Linked DNA regions of Triticum aestivum: region 1 is linked to region 2. Evidence: chromatin contacts called from public Hi-C data. All regions are on one chromosome and are shown on one strand. The core of a region is the stretch at or near the end of the contact, and the rest is flanking DNA. Distances in the headings are between cores, read along the strand shown. Region 1 holds the start of LOC123103915. Region 2 has its middle 150 kb from the start of LOC123107127.

The links. Hi-C and Micro-C count contacts between places; a contact is called where the count stands out from the background.
Region 1: a Hi-C map of leaf shows a contact between it and region 2, with 6 times the contacts expected there. The contact joins the promoter of LOC123103915 here to the enhancer-like site in region 2. A contact is called at or near these places in 2 of 5 Hi-C or Micro-C datasets (both in leaf).

The regions. Positions count from the first base shown.
Region 1 is chr5A:447,454,721-447,459,036 of IWGSC CS RefSeq v2.1, reverse strand. LOC123103915 reads right to left here and starts at 2,420. Exons shown (of 1, transcript XM_044525612.1): 1 at 1,076-2,420. The coding sequence starts at 1,677. The coding sequence ends at 1,285. It overlaps LOC123103916 (a long non-coding RNA gene), which reads left to right. Exons shown (of 7, transcript XR_006450030.1): 7 at 1-204.
Region 2 is chr5A:447,303,526-447,307,565 of IWGSC CS RefSeq v2.1, reverse strand. No RefSeq gene overlaps it. Among protein-coding and RNA genes, the nearest start is that of LOC123107127, 150 kb to the left of the region's middle. Within about 2 kb of position 2,340, at least 2 of the 8 cell types and tissues checked have an H3K27ac peak or open chromatin away from gene starts, as enhancers often do. A contact at or near this core is called in leaf, where this site is marked.

The sequences.
Region 1 (4,316 bases), core at 1,171-3,670, 150 kb before region 2:
ATGTTCTGGCTGATCCCCAAGGCTCCTTGCCGATGTCCAACCAGCGCCACACAGCCAATGGTACTGCCGACATGAGGACGCCCACCCCCGTGTTGATCGAGCTTTTTGACCTGAGCCTCATGGACAAGGTCATACGGGCATCTGATTTTGATTTGCTATGTGCTCTCTTTTCACAAGTGTAGCTTTTTGTCTCGTTTCATGTCTCGTTTGGGGGAGCTTCATGGTCATGTTCGATGAGCCTAGTTCGTCTCGGACTAACATTGAGGAAAAGTAGTTTGGAGAGGGTACCGAGGCGACTCGCTTGGCTATTGCTTGCGACTAAACCTCCCTCGACTGCTTCCTAACATAGCACTAGGTTTTGCTCCTTCAAGGTAATTAAACTTCTTTAAAAAACATCATTGTGCACAGCCAATTAAAATGCTTGATGTGCTCATCTTACTAGCGATCGAAGCTATGCCGCATCTGTGAATTAGAGGGCGCCCAAGTAGTTCTTCATAGCAACAACATGTTTAGTGTTGGATCGGCCAGGACGCTCAAGGTGGAGTGGTAAAAAGGCTGCAGAGCAGCGGCGGTGGAATGACTGAACACTTGACAACGTTGAATGAGTTCATCGGACGGTTTCAAAAAATTCCATTCTTTTGTCTGAAACATTGACAAATGTTTAAATGGCTTACAAAATTTCAACACCAAATGACATTCATAGAAAATCTGGCAAAAACAAAAAACAAAATCGATGCTCACATTTTGGAGCATCGCTTTAGGTTTTTTTTGCTAGATTTTCCACAAATGTCATCTGGTGTTGAAATTTTGCATGCTATTGAACATTTGTCAATGTTTCACACAATTTTTTTAGGGATGTTTGAAATTTCTTGCCATTTTTTTTTTGATTTTGCTGTTCACCGGAGTTCATGTGAGCTCGGGATTAGAACACCACTTTCTATAGTATATACGCATCATTGAACACTTGTGATTCACAATCATTGAACCACATACGCGAATATATATAGATGTATTTTGGAGTGTAGATTCACTCAATTTAAATTAAATCACGACGAGTAATTTGAACGACAGGATGAAAAGAAGAAACAAGACATTTGTTCTGTTTCCATTCCAATAATCAGCAAATCTTTACAAGGTTCTCGCGCGACGACATATATGTCTCGGGTTACCTGCGTAGTACACATGATTCTTGACATTTGCTAATGGAAAAAGCATGCTCCGCGACATCCCGATCCCGATCCCGGTTCCGATGGAGATCGATATCCATCAATCGTCACCCGATGACTAGAGCGCGAACCACTTCTCCCGGAAGTTGGATTGGTAGGAGACCATGACGATGAGCAGCACGAGCAGGAGCCCGACGCCCCACGGCGACCCCCCGGCGCGGTGGATGGAGTCCCTCTCCGGCATCGACATGGACATCAGCTGGTCGACGCGCCGCCCGTCGCCGTCGCCGCCCGACAGCAGCCGCACCGCGAGGAGCAGCGCGAGCGGCGACACCATGAGCAGGAGCTTGCCCTGGTCGGCGAAGGTCTCCGCCACCGACTCGTAGCTCATGTACCAGGAGAAGCCGAGGAAGACGAACAGCACGAGCAGGAAGAAGCACAGGTGCAGCGGCAGCTCCGGCGCCCGCAGGTGGCCCGTCGACGAGCCGCCGTTGCCGTACGCGTTCCCCATAGGTCACTGGCCTCGCCTACCACGGCTTCTTGATCGATGGAACCGAGGTGATGATTTTGCAGGTGGTTTTTCAGGGATTCGACGGTCGCCACCGATGGAGAGAGTTGGGGAGTGGACGATCGAGCGGGCGCTTATTTATACACGAGCCCGGGGCGACACGTGGCGAGCGCGCCGGCCAATCGGAGCGGCCGCCCCGGCGCGGAGCACGTTCCGGCGGGCCGGCCGGCCGTGGGGCGGCTGACACGGCATGTCGGCACGCACGCACGCACGCACGTGGGCTCCGCGGCGCGAGCGCTTTGCTTAGCCCGATCCCCGGCGCGTCGGGGCTAAGTAAAGCGCGCCCGTGCAGCGCGGGGGCCACCGGTCGGTGACGGTGGGCGCAGTGGGGGGAGCGTGCGCCGTGGGGGCGGAGGGTGCGCTGGCCGGTGCAGCAGCGTCGACGGGATCTGCACATTTGTTATCTGAGCCGGTGTCCCCTTCGGCTCTGGCGAGATCTGCGGCGTCCGCGTCGTTGGTGGTTAAGAAAGCCCATCTTAAGTGGATGCAACACGGCAGGTGTGTCTTCTAGTCGTGTTCGTGTGTATGATATCACTGGCCATGGCGAAAGATAACAAGATCTAGGACAGTCCACTGCAGCGCTATAGTATTTGTATTTGGTATTACTATACGGGCAACACGTACGTACGGATCGACCACTGTCCTGGTCCCTGCGTGATGCTCACGTGTGGCATGCAAGTTATCTCTCGTCGCATCCCTTTTTTGCACTTGTGTTTCGGACATGATCTGATCGACTGAAGCTATGCTTGCGAGTGCTGCTGCATTGTTTTTTTTTTGAGGGATGGTGCATAACTGCTGATTCGTTTCAGGGAGATTTTTTTTGGGAGGGGATTCGTTTCAAGGAGATGAAAATCAGAGGAACCGGCATCTTCTCAGAGTAAACTCAGCCCACGCAGATAGAGCAGGCCAAGACTCATTCATGACGAAGAATAACGCAAAGGCTATATCTCGCCTAAAGCGAGCCCCAAGGAAGACTCGCCTGAAGGATCATGCTAGTAGGTCGCGTCCTAGATCCAGAAACAGAACCGGTCTTCCACTAGTTTTTCGGGGGTTTTCTTGTTGTTGTTTTTCCTCGTTTTTTTCAGCGGCTTTTCTCCGTTTTCCCTTTATTTCTTTTTTCTTTGTTTATTTTTCTTTTTCACAAGATTTTTCATTTTCTGTCTTTTTGTATTCATTTTTCTTAGGTTTTGCTTTTTTCCCATGGTTTTCATCGGTTTTGTTTTGTTCTCTAGGGACTTACCTATGATTCAGTAGCCACAGGTGTTTACCTAGCATGTATGACAATCTTGTTTCTAACTGTGGCCCACCTATGATTCATACATTTTCACTTATGGTTAAACTATGTTTGCTTGTGTACTTTTGTCTTGTTAAATTGATGCGGTCATGAGATGAATATACTCTCTTGATACTGAACTTTTTGTAAAATAAATTTATTTTAGATAACTAAAGTAAATGCACCTAAATGAAGATAAAAAAAATTACATTGTTGGATATATCTTTTATTTTTCTCTTAGTGAGAGCACAATTTAAATATCTTCTGTTGAAAGTATATAGCCAAACCCATTAAAAAAATGTGGTACCATAATCAACCATACATACAATTTTTTTAAATAACACATACAATATGTTGGATGATAATTTTGAAGCTGGAGATTTTTTTTATGTTCCATACGGTACCTAATTTAGCAGTCATGTCACATCATTGATGTTTGTTTTGGGCAAATAGAAATGTGACATTTCATCTATGAACATCGATGTCCGTTAATTCCTAGTGTCCTAATTTTCCTCCCGGGCTCCCCATAGCCCCGTATTATATTTAATAAAATACATATAGTTTTCCATGAGTGTGGAAATCATATTTGTTTTTTTTTCACAAAAATCCAAATGGTTTTCCAACAATATATATAGGTTTATCCTTCATTTTCAAAATTTCATTAGAAATATATTAATTTTGAAGCTACATATAGAAGAAAATTCTGTGCACCAACATGAATGGTAACTCTATTTCTGGATCACATATTGAAAATTCGTATCAATATATTTTGTATGTACATATCATACATCCGGAATTCTAAATATATACATTTAGATCTTTTTTTAAAATTGGCTGAGATTCCAAAATATAGTTTTTGATTCTTTACACCAATGTAGTGTATGTTTTTTTTGTTATTCATTCCTTGCTAGTTCCTAGTATTCATCATTCGTCTCTAAATTATGCGAACAAAAATGGTGGTGTCATTTATGTGTCTCTTTCCATTACCTACTACTCCCCCTGTCCCTAAATATAAGCCCTTTTAGAGATTCCAATAAAAACTACATACGAAGCAAAATGAGTAAAAATCTATACGCTAACATATGCCTATATACATCCGCATGTACTCCATATTGAAATATAAGAATTCTAGTTTTGTATGCAAGTGAGGTTAAATAAGTCACAGAAAACAAAATAAGTGATAAGGCAGGGAAGTGGATTTTCCGCCATTGGGAGCGTGAAAATATATGTACTGTATTGAGTTCGGCATGTACCAGGAAAAGTATGTGGAAAAATAATTTATTTGTGGTCTTGGTGAAGGAAAAAAGTT
Region 2 (4,040 bases), core at 1,091-3,590:
TATTTAGTTCTTCAGGTGTAGTTGAATTGACAACTCAACTGGTAATACTTGCAAATATTCTTTGGCTCCTCTAGTGTCGAATCAATAAATTCGGGTTGAATACTCTACCGACGAAAACTATTGCAATCCCCTATACTTGTGGGTTATCAATGTCCATACATATTCTTGGACATCTGGCGTCGTCCGGTTGGTTATCTGTGTTGGAGTTGCCTAAGTGACACCAAACTCACGGAAAAGCTTAAGGGCATCTCCCAAACCATCCATCAAATCAAACACCTCAAACATTCATGAACACGTCTGGACTTGTCCAGACAGCAATAGCGGAGCCGTCCATCCAACCCAGTGCACTAAAGGTCCGCTCCTTTAAAAAAACTAAAATAAATGTCCGCCATGCATCATCAATTTGAATCATCAATTGTAGCAATTCAATCATACATTTAAATCCTAATAAAAGCGCTAGATGTTTAACAAGATTTTCAAATTCATCAATCTCATATTCAACCAAACTCCTCAAAAGTTTCCTTATCTCAAGTTTTTCTCCTCGAGCTTGAACTACTTCATTGACACATGTTTTTCACCCACATGGGTTCCCCATTAAGCTTCATCCAGCAATGTGACAAAGTTAAGGGCTTGCCCTCCATCCTTTAGTACATCATGACAACGTATGCGAGCCATACAATGACATGATCACCAAGTTGCAACATTGAGTGAATCAAAGAATTGACCAACACATAGAGCAACAAGAAGCAAAACTCGCAATTTTCATGATTGACACGCCCGCTCGCAACATTCTTTTCATTTGTGCAATCACATCGCAATGCTTCATGACGATGTTTGAAATGTTGTACCACTGTTGGAGTAGTGACTTTGCATTGCGATCATGGAGCATATCCAAATTGCATGGCCTGTAGTGCTTGTGTTCATGAAACTAAGAATGCATATGTTGCCAAAATATCGTGCCCGTCTGGTTCATGCCTACAAACCCCATATTTGTGGCCAACCACGTGTCGTACAACAATGCATCCTCCGTCACCGAGTACCTCGCCATCGTGCTAGCTTCATCTTAAACAAGGAGAATGTGAAAAATAAATCTTAACATCATTTAACCGAACACTTGCCGGACGTGGTGTCCACTATGGACGGCGTCGGCACGGGGCAGATGATACCTAGGCTGCGGATGGATCCAGGGGTGCAACGACGGCGAAGAAGAAGGCGCCTAGGTGGAGCAACTGTGGTTGGGCAAGAACTGGGCGGTGGCCGGAGTGGTGCAGAGGATGCAGCGGTCTTGGTGGATGCGGTAGTGGGCAAGAGGGGAAGGGTCCGGAAGGGGTGTTTGTGTGGGCCGGGTGTGCCGTAGTCCGACGTGGCTCTTGTCTGAACCCCCCCCCCCCCCCCAAAAAAAAAAACTCCCTAGCTTTGTTTTCGGTTTTGCGGAATTCAAACGCGTGAACCGGTCCACAAATGTTTCATGCACGGCGTTGGATGGCATAAACCGTCCGGACTGTGCTGTCTTGATGTTTAGCATTGTTTGGATGGACAGCCGAGATACCCGAAGGTAGCGGGCCAATGTGTGAACTGAAAAGACTAATAGAAGAACTCGTAGCCAGTGGACCAATCCATTTTGTCCGGTCAGCATTTTCCTATTTATTTATTTTTATCCACAAAACTGTTGTTTATTATTTCCTCTGTTGCATAATATAAGAGCATTTTAAAAATTAATGTAGTGTTAAAAACGTTCCTATATTATCCTACACGAGTCATTTAAACGGCGTGAAACCTCGGCGGGACAATTTAAGCGGCATGAGCAGGCATGCAGACGACGCTGGCAGTGGCAGGGGACAGGTCGCTGCCTCCGGCGCAGCTCCTAAAAGTGGCAACCAGGGAGGCGGACCGCTTAAAGGCACGCTCCGGATGCGTCGCGGCTGTCGATCGGCCCCGGCCGGGCATCGGATGCCGACGTCCAAAAGCGGGTGCATGCGCGCCACAGCGAGTGCGCGCGTCCAACTCGCGTCGCCGTCCGGGACGCCAACCCCCGGACCCGCTCGCCATCGCCCCGGATGCGCCCGATCCCGCCCGACGCCGACGCCACGGCCCCCGTCGCTGGTAACTGGTGAGTGTCAAAACCCCAAACTCAAAGCCGGCCAGGTACCAGGTGCCGCCCGCCGACGTGGCCGCGCGCTGGCCTCTCCGCCCGGCGGATCCTCCTTTCGGTCCGTCCCTCTCCGCGCGAGACCGATAGCTCGTGTTCGGTTGCGCGTGCGCGCGCGCACCACAGACAGAGCGCGCCCTGTCGATCGAGCTGTTTGGCGACAGTAATAAGCCGGTAGACGCCATCAACCAGGCTGTGGACAATGACGTACGTACGTACGTGGCGTAGGTCGGAATATAACGCCGTTGTCTGCCTGCCTGGTGCTGGGGCTCCCTCCTCTGAGCTTGGCCACCTGCAGGTCAAGCGCGCAGCTAGTTCCCCACATCGGCGAGGCAAGTGGTCTGAACTGTCGAGTTGCGCGGGCCGCCAAAAGCAGTACTCAGTGGCCGTGGTTGGATTGGAGCAAAGAGACGCCGGACAGGACGGTGCAGGTTTGCCGCTAGCGATGGTACACGTACGTCTTGCACGCGCGCGATGTCGCGGCGTCTCGTGAATGATTAGTAGGCATGCAAACGGCCTTTCCTCTTTGCTTGGCCGTTATGCAACCAGCGAGCTAACCAAGCCTGGCTCTCTGATTTTGTCAGGCTTAGGTTACGGCATCTGGATCTGCTCCCCGGAGCCCGTCAATCATGCATGTCCTCTCGGCAGTCTCATGTTTCCTACTGTGCAAATTGAATCGGCGGCACGCAGGCACAGCAGCAACAGTGGTGGCGACACCTTAATGGCCGCAACCATTAGATTCAGGTGTGCCGTGTGTCCACACAAATTCAGGTCGAGCACGCGTACGTACGCACGTACGCAGCCGGTGTAAATCCGGTGGGTGAGGATTCACAAGAGCACTGCTGCCCTCATAACTTTGCTTCTCGTTTCTAGATCGACATGCGCATGGTCCCGTACGTGGGTCGTCCTATCTGCCGCCGTCGTGCCACACGCACCGGCGTGGTGGGTTGAAGGCTTCAAGTGCCAAAAGTACTTGAACGAGGGTGTTCTACTGGAATTGGCATAAATGTTCCGCGATCCACACTGGTTGGGGCTTGAGGCAAGGGCCTGGTTGGCAGCGTGTGCTGCACCAACAGTGATTTAAGCTGTTTGGATCACACAGCAAATTCCACTTCGGTCTAGATGTATGTCCCTCCGTGTGTCCCGTAGCTCGCATTTTCCGCAGCGCCTGGTGCCTCCTTCGGCGGCGGCCGTAGCTCCCCTTTCGCGTTAGCTACTTGTCAGGCGACTGAATTTAAATTTTCGATCAGTCAAATTTATGGCCGTTGATTCAAGGTGATTTGTGATACGTGTATAGCCGGTAGACTTACTCTGATAGGCCAACTCCAATGCAGGACCCCAAATGGACGTCTATTTTGTTCGGATTTCGTCCGTTTGAGGGTGACAATGGGGCCGTGTATGTCTGGAATTGTGTTTGCGCCGGGCGTGCGGCCGCATCTTCTGCCCCACCTCGTCCGCCGGTAGATCTACAAAACCGCTCAAAGTTTGCGCACACGAAAAGAGATTAAACCGGTAGATCTACTGATTGCCAATTTGATCCCACATGTGCTCAACCAAGTCATCTTGCAACTTCGTATGAGTGTTCAAATCATGCATCTCACGATGAAAATTGGACAAACTGTTCAAAGGTTGCAGGAGGTGGGTGCTTAGGCTCAACATTCTCACCCTGAAAATCAAACCCTTGGCCGTAGTTGTTGTCAAGGTTGTCAGAATCACGATTCTGTTGTACGATTCTACGACTTTACAATCCAAACTAACTCCTTTGATTCTACGATTTTGGTTCATAGAATATATGTTTCTATGATTCTGATAGTGAAGATTCTACGATTTGCGATCCTACCATGAGAGCTCTGATCTGATTCAGGATCACGATTCTGACAACCTTGGTTAT